2 separate regions of the Mus musculus genome follow, and region 2 is linked to region 1. Evidence: chromatin contacts called from public HiChIP or PLAC-seq data. All regions are on one chromosome and are shown on one strand. The core of a region is the stretch at or near the end of the contact, and the rest is flanking DNA. Distances in the headings are between cores, read along the strand shown. Region 1 overlaps Rims2 (regulating synaptic membrane exocytosis 2). Region 2 overlaps Dpys (dihydropyrimidinase).

The links. HiChIP or PLAC-seq counts read pairs in DNA pulled down with a chosen protein or histone mark.
Region 2: an H3K27ac HiChIP or PLAC-seq map of embryonic stem cells shows a contact between it and region 1, with 16 times the contacts expected there. The contact joins two enhancer-like sites. A contact is called at or near these places in 3 of 484 Hi-C or Micro-C datasets (bone marrow-derived macrophages and embryonic stem cells), 6 of 115 datasets of contacts at active chromatin or transcription factors (all in embryonic stem cells) and 1 of 9 other capture datasets (pancreatic islet).

Annotation. Positions count from the first base shown.
Region 1 is chr15:39,615,263-39,621,136 of GRCm38.p6, reverse strand. It overlaps Rims2 (regulating synaptic membrane exocytosis 2), which reads right to left. Exons shown (of 27, transcript NM_053271.2): 22 at 4,627-4,868. Among named protein-coding and RNA genes, the nearest start is that of Dcstamp, 130 kb to the left of the region's middle. Within about 2 kb of position 2,741, at least 7 of the 459 cell types and tissues checked have an H3K27ac peak or open chromatin away from gene starts, as enhancers often do. A contact at or near this core is called in embryonic stem cells, where this site is marked.
Region 2 is chr15:39,779,002-39,784,875 of GRCm38.p6, reverse strand. It overlaps Dpys (dihydropyrimidinase), which reads left to right. Exons shown (of 10, transcript NM_001164466.1): 9 at 162-307; 10 at 1,767-2,179. The coding sequence ends at 278. Among named protein-coding and RNA genes, the nearest start is that of Gm16291, 15 kb to the left of the region's middle. Within about 2 kb of position 3,640, at least 16 of the 459 cell types and tissues checked have an H3K27ac peak or open chromatin away from gene starts, as enhancers often do. A contact at or near this core is called in embryonic stem cells, where this site is marked.

The DNA of each region.
Region 1 (5,874 bases), core at 1,492-3,991:
AACCAAATAACTCTATTAAAAATGGGGTAAAGAGCTAAAAAAAAAATTGTCACTTGAGGAATATAGAATGGTCAAGAAGCACCTAAAGAAATGTTTAACATCCTTAGTCATCAGGGAAATGAAAATCAAAACAACCCTGAGATTCCATCTCACACCAGTCAGAATGGCTAATCAAAAATTCATGTGACAACAGATGCTGGTGAGGATGTGGAGAAAAAGGAACACTCCTTCATTGCTGGAGGAATGCAAGCTTGTACAACCACTCTGGAAATCAGTCTGGCAGTTCCTCAGAAAATTGGGCATAGTACTACCTGAGGACCCAGCTATACCACTCATGAGCATATTCCCAGAAGATGCTCCAACATGTAATAAGGACACATGTTCCACTATGTTCATAGAAGTGTTATTTATAATAGCCAAGAGTGTTATTTATAATAACCCAGATGTCCTTCAACAGAGGTGTGGACACAGAAAATGTGGTACATTTACACAATGGAGTACTACTCAGCTATTAAAAGAGATGAATTCATGAAATTCTTTGGTAAATGGATAGAACTAGAAAATTTCATCCTGAGTGAGGTAACCCAATCACAAAAGAAAACACATAGTATGCATTCCCTGATAAATGGATATTAGCCCAAAAGCTCCAAATAACCAGGATACAATTCACAGACCACTTGAAGCTCAAGAAGAATGAAGACCAAAGTGTGGATACTTCAGTCCTTCTTAGAAGGAGAATAAAATACTCACAGGAGCAAATATGGAGACAAAGGGTAGAGCAGAGACTAAAGGAAAGGCCACCCAGAGACTGTCCCACCTGGAGATTCATCCCATATATAGGTATCAAACCCAGACACTATTGTGGATGCCAAGAAGTGCATGCTGGATGAGCCTGATATGGCTGTCTTCTGAGAGGCCCTGCCAGGGCCAGATGCAGAGATGGATGCTCACAGCCAACCATTGAACTGAGTGCCGAATCCCCAGTAGAGGAATTAGAGAAAGGACTGAAGGAATGGAAGGGGATTGCAACCCCACAGGAAGAACAGCAATATCAACCAACCAGTCCCCCAAGAGCTCCCAGGGACTAAGCCATCAACAAAGGAGTACACATGACTCCAGCTGCATATGTTGCAGAGGTCCTTGGTCCTATGAAGGCTCAACAGATGCCCCAGGGTAGGGGAACTGAGGGTGGGAAGGTGGGAGTGGGTGGGTAGGTGGAGGTATGCCCTCATAGAAGCAGTGGGAGAGAGGATGGGATAGGGTGTCCAGGAGGGAGAGAAACCGGGAAAGGGGATAACATTTGAAATATAAATAAAGAAAATATCCAATAAAAATAAAAATAAAAAAGGAAGTATGTAGATATAGTGACTTTAAAACTGCATTATAGTATTTTGATATCTCATCTTTTCTATCCCCCTTTACTATTAACATTAAGTAGTAGTCCAAATGAGCCCCCCCCCCCCGCCCTCGTGTTGTACATATGTTGGTACCTATGTTCTACCTCATGGAGTCTGAAATATGCTACATTAGTTGCAAAAAGTCTTTTTCAGATGCTATAAAGTATTTTTGTAAAATACAGATAATAATCTTAGTACCCAAGTGATTAAATTAGAATTAGAACCCAAGTGATTCAATTTGTGACAGGAAAGCAAATAAAACAACACCCAAATTCTCTAGCAAATGAATAACTTAAAACCTGCATGTATAGAAAGGGAGAAGATATGACAATTTGCATTTGCAGATGTAAAGGACATTTCCTTAAAAATAACTTTTAAGACTTTTGTTTGTTTTTATTTTTTCAATACTGGGTTTCTCTGTGTAGCTCTGGCTGTCCTGGAACTCGCTTTGTAGATCAGGCTGGCCTCCTGAGTGTAGGGGTGAGCCACCACCAATCAGCCACCTTTAAAGAGTTTTATTCTCTGCATATGCAATAACAGTAAGACACTACTAAATGAGACGGTGATGTGGAAACATCTGATGTACATTAACCCACTCCTACCTTAGAAGAAAGAGGGACTTTCTTTGGAGAGTATGGCCACTACTAGGTAATCCAGTGGAGAGCCGGGCACCCATGAATACATGGACTCAATTGTTTATTAGGAAAGATGATGAGTTAAAGGAGGGCCTGTTTACACACACACACACACACACACACACACACGATTATGTGTGCAGTAGCTATGTATATTACAGAGTTTCTTAGTGTTTCTGTAGTTGAACATAGATGATCTAAATTCTGCTGTTACTAGGTCAAAACTACTAAGTTCGTGCTTAGGAATAATTGCCAATTTTAAACATGATTAAGAATTTTACAATATAGTACTTCTGAATAATTAATGGAAACAATGACAAAGAGGCCTTATGTTCTAAGCTCTAATACATAGAAAAAGTCTACATAACAGTAAACATTTAAAAAATTTGGGTTCCCCAACATCACAGTATTTGTAAAGATAAAACTCTATGACTATACATAGAAAGCATGTCTCCTCTCTGCAACCTCCTCCCTGAACCCACCTTAAAACTCAGTCCTCTAAAGTGTATTGTCTCAGTTTACTGCTCTTATCTATAGTGCTCTTCTTACATGATTTCAGTTGTTAACTTTGTAACTGAGCTTTGTAACCCTCATATTTCTGTCAGGAAGTAGACGGGTTTAGTTGGCATGTTTGGGATATCTGTCCTGGGGATTCCCACAGATATCAGATCAAGGTTCTGAATCAGGTTCACACCTCCCCACACACTTCTCTCCTGCCTACAATAGGTGTCAAGAGCATGGTGATCTACCACGGATGCATATCTGGGGGAAGCTTTGAGCCACCCCTTTATTTCCTCACTTCTACAGTGGTCAGTGCGTGAATGTTCTGCCACCGACATAGACTCTGGGAGCAACATATGAACAAATGACTTTTGCTTGTCTTTGTGCTTGATGTATCTGATATGTAAGTGCTCAATATTTGCCAAAATTTTCATTAAGTGAAATTTATTATATAGGTTAATATGAGATATTATCTAAGTTTTAGTCTTATTTTTCACTTTAATAAAAAAAGTGTTTTGTTTTGTTTTTTTACTGACACAAAATTTCATGTTAATTGAATGTGATATTTCATAGTGTCGGCATTGCTTACTGTTTCCACGGAGTTAAACACCATGGCATCTTCATCCTGTAATGTCTTTCTCAAGCCTGGGTGGAGTGCCCAGCACACTGTGCCCTGGTTTTCTGCAGTATAAGGACTGCTTTGCTTCTGTCCTAATGCATCTCAATAGCCAGAGACCTGCTTTTCTTCACCATTTTTTTGTTCATTTCTAATTCTTTTTAAAAATATAGACTATTTTAGATCAATTTCAGATTTACAAATGTTTGCACATTTTCAATAAGGAACTGCAATACAGTTTTAATTGCTAGGAAGTACACAGACATCTGTCAATCAAAATCCCACCATCAGTTATGCCAAGACAACATTTAATTATGTGTAAATATTAGGTAATTTTGAAATAATTTAATGGTAATATGTGCATCTGTGAACTAAAATATAAACATTAGAAATAGCATTTTAAAACACCAAGGAAAAATTTCAATAACAAAATCTACATCAATACAGAGTGTTGAAACCAGAATTTAACAAATATTATCAAATAACTATTTCAATATGGTTTGAAAGTATGATTTGCAAAACCAAGATGAGCCGGGTCCTTGAGTAATACAAACTTAAATTATTTTGTGTTGTAGATATATACTCTGACTTCCAATAAAAGCCCCTAGTATTCAAACAGAAATTAGATTTAATCCAGTTGCCTATAATTTATTTTGCTATAAAAGAACACCATATTACATGCCTTTGTTTGTAGAAGATATGCTATTATTTTCAAGATACCAGGGTTTTAATGTTTAATTAGCAACATCTATTTGAAAAAAAGACACTGCTTTGACTCACAAATTTCTTAATTGCTAACAGTGGCTTTCCTGAGTAGGAGTTTTGTATATAATTTATTTTTGCCGATGTAATTAGAAACCAAATTTTAAAGTAGCAAAGCCTCAGATATCTTCACTGTCAGCAGAAAAAAACCCTTTAGGTCCCAGCAGCTGAAGAACACTGGTGTTTGAAGATTTCTGGAGGAAATGAAGACTTAGTGAGGAAATTGATAGTACTGGTGAATGGTGCTTACAAGCTGAAAAGAAAGTTAGGTCGTCAGCAATAAACAAAATATGAGGTGTCATCTCCATTGCAAATTGCTGGGGATGAAAATTAATGTGGTAAGCTTCACAGTGAGGAGCCTAGGAGAAAGCGAAAGCCCACAGATCAAAGGTGCCTCCCAGGCATCAGAGGCAGCCATTAATGACAGGGCTTCTCCCCTGGGGAGCAAAGACACATTTCCTACAGTGGCCAAAGTTCACTTTGAAGCAGGCTGTTTGATCACTGGAAAAAGAAAAATCACTGTTTCATTTCATTTGATCGCTGGAAAAAAAAAAATCACTGTTTCATTTCAAAGGGATGAACTAGTCTAAAACTGTTCCTTTCCTCTTGACGATGTCAGCATCCACACACTACTGTGATAAAATGACATGAAAAAAAAATGCGTATTGTAACAACAACTCAAATAAGAAGTCAAGAGTAACATAAAAATTCCTACCGGTTTGGCTGAGTTGAGAGGCACTGCGACTTTTCCGTGAGAGACCAACAATAGCTACCATTTTGGCCCCAATGCTAGATCGCCGCTTCTTGCCACTGGTACCCAGGGCGCCCACTGCAGTGTCGGACTGGCTGCCGTCATTCTTCTCCAGTGAGCACATGTCTCCACTGATGCTGGTGCTTTTGGTCAAGTTCTTCCCCGACACGCCCATCTGTCTGTTTTGCATTTTGGATGTAAAGACACTGTCAGCCGGTGGATCATTATAAATGAAGATGAGAGTGGCAAGGGAAAAGACAGAAGAGGTATTTTAGATGAAGCATCAGGAATACAACAATCAAATTTTATCATTTTTTGGAATGCATTTTTAGGATTTAAAGTTTTTCAAGTAGTATAATCTCAAATATGTTTTATTCACTATCCAAACAACTATAATACATAAGGCAGCTATCCAAAAAGCAGACTTGTCAGGCATTGTGGCGCCCACTTTTAGTCCTAGCACCCTGGAGGTGGGATGCTTTAAGGTATTTAATAACGGTTAATTTTCTAAGAGGGCTATTTTTATTAGTTTTAAGCATTAAAAAAATGTTTCTCTTTACTTAATTTTGGAATTACTGTCTTAGTTCAAGTTTTCAAAAATAAAGACTTCCCACATATGTTTAGATAGAGTCAGAAAGCAAATAACGAACCACTGAAACATGGGAGTGGACTAGACTCTCTGCAAGGCTAATACCGCAGAGGGAATAAACTGAAGACGACGGGCCACTGGAGCTTCCCAGCTCCTGGGCAGTGGTAGGCGGCAGAGTGGGGCTGAAACTTCTGCGCATGCTCCCCAGCTGCTCTTTGTAAACCTGGGGCTGTGTGAAGAACTCAATTGGGAAACTTGGGTGTGTGTTATCATTTTGGTTTGGCATTGGAGTCATCATTTGTGCTTTACTTTGGCCCTGATAAGGAGTGGATGGGACTGTTCAGCACATGAATAACAGAAGAAAGAAAGAAAAACCTAATAGACAAAAATATCTCTAAGTATTTAAAAGGATAAAGGCCAGCGTGAAAATTTAAAACTACATTGAACTACTTAATCCCTCATATTAATTCCAATGAGAAAGGAGGCAGGGAGAAAAATCGGTGTTTCTATTTTTACAGTGCCTCACACTAACAATTTTAAATTTGTTCTCTTAATAAATAAGAGAAAATAGAGTGAAGTTCTGTGGGAGGCTGTTACACAGTTGAATCCCAGCTGTGCTGCGA
Region 2 (5,874 bases), core at 2,391-4,890, 160 kb before region 1:
CAACTAAGAGGGAGACTAGAGAGTAGGAGGATAGGATGCCTGTGGTCACTCACAGAGTTACTGCTCTCACGATTCACACTGACTTGGCTATTCAAGAAGGTAACGTGGAATTCAGGAAGCGAGCCAGGCACAGGAGAGAAACGGGATGCATTCTGTTTCAGACCTGCACACCTGTGCCCGTGAAGCGCGCCCCCTACAAGGGAGAAGTCACCACACTGAAAGCCAGAGAGACAAAAGAAGATGACACTGCTGGAACCAGGATGCAGGGCCACTCCTGATCTGGATGCTGGAGTTAAGCAAGTGCAAGGTAAGTGTTCTGGAGCAAGGGAGTGAGTATCAGCCTATGACTAGCACATAACATCAGTGTCTCTCTTCCCAGACTTTTGAAGAGTCCAGAGCTTCAAAGTAGAAGGAACCCTGATAAAGGCCTTGAGAGTCAGAACGTTAGATACGCCTTGATTAAATGAAACAGGCCTTGAGCTAAAGATTCATTCTGTACAATGTTCAAGAATATTCAAAAGAGCCCAAGAGAGTCTTCTATGAGTGCAAAGCAGTAGGCTAGTCCAGGCAGAGAACCCTGCCTGCAGTACTAAAAGCATGTCCCACGGTCAATATTTGAAAACCAACTAAAACTTTATGAAAAAAAAAAAAGACGAATCTTTGTATTGTACATGCAGCTGTGTTCTATGACTTAGAATGCATGGACAAATGAATACAAATGAGGAAATAAAGGGAAGTTACACAACTTTGGGAAAGTTTTTCTAGAAGTATTTGGCAGTGTTGACACGTAGTTTCTAGAGGAGTGTAGATCTCAGTGTGGGAAGACTTAGAAACACTGTCCAGTCTCATGATGCCATTGGGCGTGCAGAGCTTTCTGTTTTGAAACTCCCACTATTTCCGTCTATTTTTCTGTTTCTTTCCCTCCATTGCTTTCTGTTCCTCCTCTGCCGAATCAGTATTAAAGGACAGTGCTACAGTTTTAGTGTCTCTATGAGGTCACTTCTATTGACTCAGTAAAATGCACATTTTCACCATTTGATGGTGAAAATTACATACTTGTGATGTATATTTATATGCGTCAACATGTAGCAATCTGGGGGAGACTTAGGCCAGCATGCATGTCCGGTTTACAACCTGTGGGTCACAGGTTGGTAGTACAGCCTAACCCAAAATCAGTTGCTTCCTTGGGAACTTGATTGTACATTTCTCAAGTGTAAACTTTAGAGAGGACAAATGTCATAGGGCGATGTCAAAGGGTCAGATGTTGCTGTTAGAAGTTGACCGGGTGGATGGGGGGTATAGTGTGTGTCAGTTGGAGCACTGCTGGACACAGGTCTGGTTTTCTACATACCCTGCCACTGCACACATTCCCATTTGACGACCTGTGCATCCCTGCTTGAGCCTTGTGACCATGGAGATTTGGATAACGAGCACCGAGACATTACAGACCTGGCTCCCACCTGCAGAGTGCTCTCTCATTGTTGAATATTGTCTTTTTTTTTTCCTACCACCAGCCTCAAGCTTCAGATTTTCTGTCATTTCCACATTTCAGGAATTATTTGTGTGGTTCAGAAAGATCATATTTAAAATTCAGGAGATTAGCAAGAGAAAGGCATTGGGGTTGGATGTGATCACGTGCTATCCGAGCTTTTGTAGGAGCCGGCTTAGTGTTTACTTTGATTAGAACGTTTCTTGGCACTAGCTTGAATCCAGTGTCTCTTTGTGAGAGAGAATGTTACACTGAGTGCCTTTTATTCTCTTCAAAGGCAAAGGCAGAGCAAAGGCTCTGAGGCGCCTCTTCCCGCCATGCCGCCAACCCCTGGAGAAACACCTGCTATTTCAACTCCCCAAGATCCTTTAGGAAAAATCATTGCTCTAGGCCTCTTTGATTTTTCTCTCAAAAGCAATAGCTGTCTGCCTCACTGTGCCTTTGTTGCTGTGGAAGACTGAAGATATAAATGAGCATTACTGGGACGGGACGTCTGCGTGAAGACTCACTGGAGATTCCTTTCAAATGCCATCTTTCTGTACACTAGATTTCTTTCTTTGGATCCTTAAAGATTTCTTTCCAGTGTAAAGGTTTTATTTGTTTTGTTTTAATGTCTATATTTGTTTGAAAAAAATCACTGTGATTTTACATTTCACCACAATTAATAAACATTGGGAGCTTCATTCTGTATTCTAGTGTCTGAGTTCCATGTGTGTCCCTCTACCTAGTAGGTGGGACTAGGACCCTGGATTGGTCATGACGAGAGAACGTGATTTCTTGTGTATCAGTGTCACCTGTAAGTCAAGTCCCATGATGGGTCTAAAGAAACCAGATCCAGTACTCCACCATTAAATGAGTCCGAAGCAAAATATCCAATCATATGGATAGATTCAGGATTTGAGGGGATTCGATGGAACTGGCATCGCATGAGGATATCATGTTGATCTGTTCCTCCCAAGTCCTTTCTTGTGCCTTGGTCCCTCTGTGCGGCAAAGCTGGGCTTCTCTTTGGATGTACCCACACTCTGGAGTAAGAGCCCAGGAGAGGATGTGTGGTTCCTTTAAGGAAGGATGGGCGGAGCTCAGCGTCATTTGATCTCAGCGCCCAGAAGAAAGGATGGTAAGCTGCACCTGAAGAGAAATCTTCAGCTCAATTAAACTCCAATTCTTTTTTCCCTCAGGTTAAAAGATACTGCAAAACGTTTTATTATTTTTTTATCCCTACACTTTTTAAAAAGACTTATTTATCTATTTATTTATTTTATGTATATGAGTACACCATCACTCTCTTCAGACACACCAGAAGAGGGCATCAGGTCCCATTTACCGATGGTTGTGAGCCACCACATGGTTGCTGGGAATTGAACTCAGGTCCTCTGGAAGAGCAGTCAGTGCTCTTAACTGCTGAGCCATCTCTCCAGCCCCTTATCCATACACTTTGTTTGACAAAGGCAGCTCTACATTAGAACACAGACTCCTTTACCAGTGAGTAAGTAAGCTGCTTTCTTACCCAGAAGTCAATCCTCACACAGCATTTACTGTTCACTGGAAATGTCACTGTCTCCTGGATGCTTTCCTAGGTAGGATGGTCCTTCTTTTATGCAGCTCCATGGAAGGGCCCAGCATCCAGTCCACAGGATGCCTTAACTCCTGCAGCGTACCGTTATCCTTCGTATCTGTGGATGCTACACAGCATTTACTTCTCATTAGGAGATAAAAGTGATCAGGAGTTGGGTTCAAGTGTAATAGTGTAAGGGAGGGTGAGCATGGGTAGTTAACATGATGTCATCCTAGGTCAGTGGGGTCAACATCCCCAGACTTCAGAATCACACTGCTGAAGCCAATTCCCCCAAGCACACTCACTGAGGGACTGAGATAGATGATAGCTTCACTTCTCTGTCTCCTCCCTCATCCCTCCTCCCTCCTCCCTCCAGAAGCTGAAAGGTCATTCAGGAGGGGCTTGTCTAGCTCACTGGCTCTCCCTCACACCCAGCACAGTGTGTGGTCAGTTATGGGCACTCCGTGGATACTTCACAGTTTTTAAATAAGAGAGGAAATAAAGGAATTCCTGCCCAGTTCTTCAGTGGATACAAATGAAGTGAGAGAGTCTTCTGTGAAGCAGACACCAATCCTGGAGCTACACAGCTCTCTAAGAGAGAGGAAAGTCACGTGGGCTCCAGCTAAGTCCTTGGAAATGCACATGAGACTCCCTTTGTATATTCCAGATGGCCTGGGAGACCAAGCTCTTTTTCCTTATGAAGTTTGATTGATCTTCCTAAACCTCAGTTTCTTCATTCACGTGACAAAAACAAACAAACAAACAAACAAACAAAAACCAAGAGTCTCCCTGGGAGTACCCTGAGGCCCATGATACTGTGGGAATGTGTGACCTTAATAAGATGTCTGCTGAAAGACCTTCCTGGTGATCTTCCGATAGAAAGCTCCCTTCCCGGAATGACCCAGCAAAACAAGCTTTACATGGAAGCTCTGAAGGTAAGGCAGGTGCAAATAATGACCAAGAAAGTTTCAGTCCCCTCTTCTGGTGACTAAGACCTCACCTCCCCCAAGGCCATCAATGCTGCTTAGGGAAGGTCTCAGAAACACTTGCCTCCCTGGAAGGGAGAGGCTAATTACCATTTCTAAAGGGGGAATGAAAAGGTCAGATCCAGCAAACAGTGGGCTTAAACACTCTTGTTGTAATCAAGGCCTACCCTTAAACTGTATAAAAAGTGTGTGCTTAGGAGACTTGGACTTGCCTCTGCCCTGATTGCAGGACAGCCCCAGTGTTCTGGATCAATAAGCCTCTTGCTTGTTGCAGCAATCTCAGTCTCCTAGTTTCTGTGAGTTGGACATCCTGGATGTAAGGCTCTTTGGGTCTTACATTACCCAAGCCCTACACAGTCTGCAAATGCCAGTGCCCATTGCTGGCAAGGTGATGAGTCAATAAAAATGGCTGCCCAGAAAGCCTAGGCCGTTTTGTTCTTTCCTTGAAGTTCACGACATCTGAGAGAACCAAGCCCTTAGTGGTGGCAGAATGGAAGCTATGAAAAGGGAGGTGGTTCAAACCCAGGCACAGATGAGAGCATTCAGCCATCTTGGAGACGTCAGTGGATGAAGGCCAGGATGTGGGCACCACGAGTGAAATGAGCAGGGATACATTTGGAGCATGGGAGATGGAAGCAGAGTGACAGCTACATCTCAGCAGGAACTCTTCTCCCTCTGTAGGAAGAGGGAGAACTGGGGGCTTTGTCAAAAGCTGGGAGGCTACAAAAGCTGCATTTGAACCAGCTGAGCAAGACATAGAAACGTTCTCAGTTTCAGTTCTTCTACTGATAAAATGCAGTAGCTAAGATTATTTTCTATGCAAGAAGAGTTAAAAACTAATGTCTTTGTTAGGCTTCCTACTTGCAGTTGGTGCAGAGGCCATGGAAGGGTGCTGCTTACTGACTTGCTTCACGTGGCCTGCTCAGACTGCTCTCTTATAGAATCCAGGCCCACCAGCCCAGGGATGGCACTACCCACAATGGAGGGCCCTCCCCACCTTGGTCTCTAATTCAGAAAATGCCTTACAGCTGGATCTCATGGAGGCATTTTCTCACCTGAGGCTCCTTCCTCTCTGATGACTCTAATGCCCATCTGTCAAGTTGATACAACTCAGGCACTATGTATAATGCCCTGGCTCTCTGTGTTAGTCCAGAGGCATCCCCTCCTGTTCTTCCTCACCGGGCTTTCTCCCTCTTCCTTTCCAACTTCCTCACGCTGGGTTGGAACCAGAAGCCACACAATATAATAATTAGATTTCTTTTTGTCAAACCAATTCTCTCCTTTTACTTCTTTCTGTGGACAAGTCTTATAAACAGAGAGACCCTGCCATCATTTATTGAGCACCTGCTGTTTGCAGGGCATGGAACCAGACCCTTTGGCCCTGAACAGCTGCACAGAGCAGTTCAGGAAGCAGCTTGGGAACTCTGCATTGGATGTCTTGGGCAAACAATTTAGTGAACAAGGAGAAGAGGGCTGTGCTGCGTAATGAAAGTAAACGCAACCACTGTGTTCATGGTCGGGGCTGCGTCTGTTGTAAGAGTCATCTGTGGTGAATCAGTGGGGCCTGTAAACCTACAAAGTGCATGCGGCCAGGCCCTTAGGACTCTTGAGACAAGGGTGTTTGTATAAAAGCTAGAGGGGCAGAGCATATTAGCTCGGTGTTTTCAAAGTGTGTTTTTATTTGTTTGTTTTGTTATTTTGGCCTTATAACAGAATGTAGTCTCCAGAAGAACACAGGACCTCTGGGTTTTCCTCTAATGAAACCTTAAATGTGCTCAATAGTTCCTAAATGGTAAACCCCTATTAGGCCTTTATGATATTATGTGCCTGTACCAGGGCTAT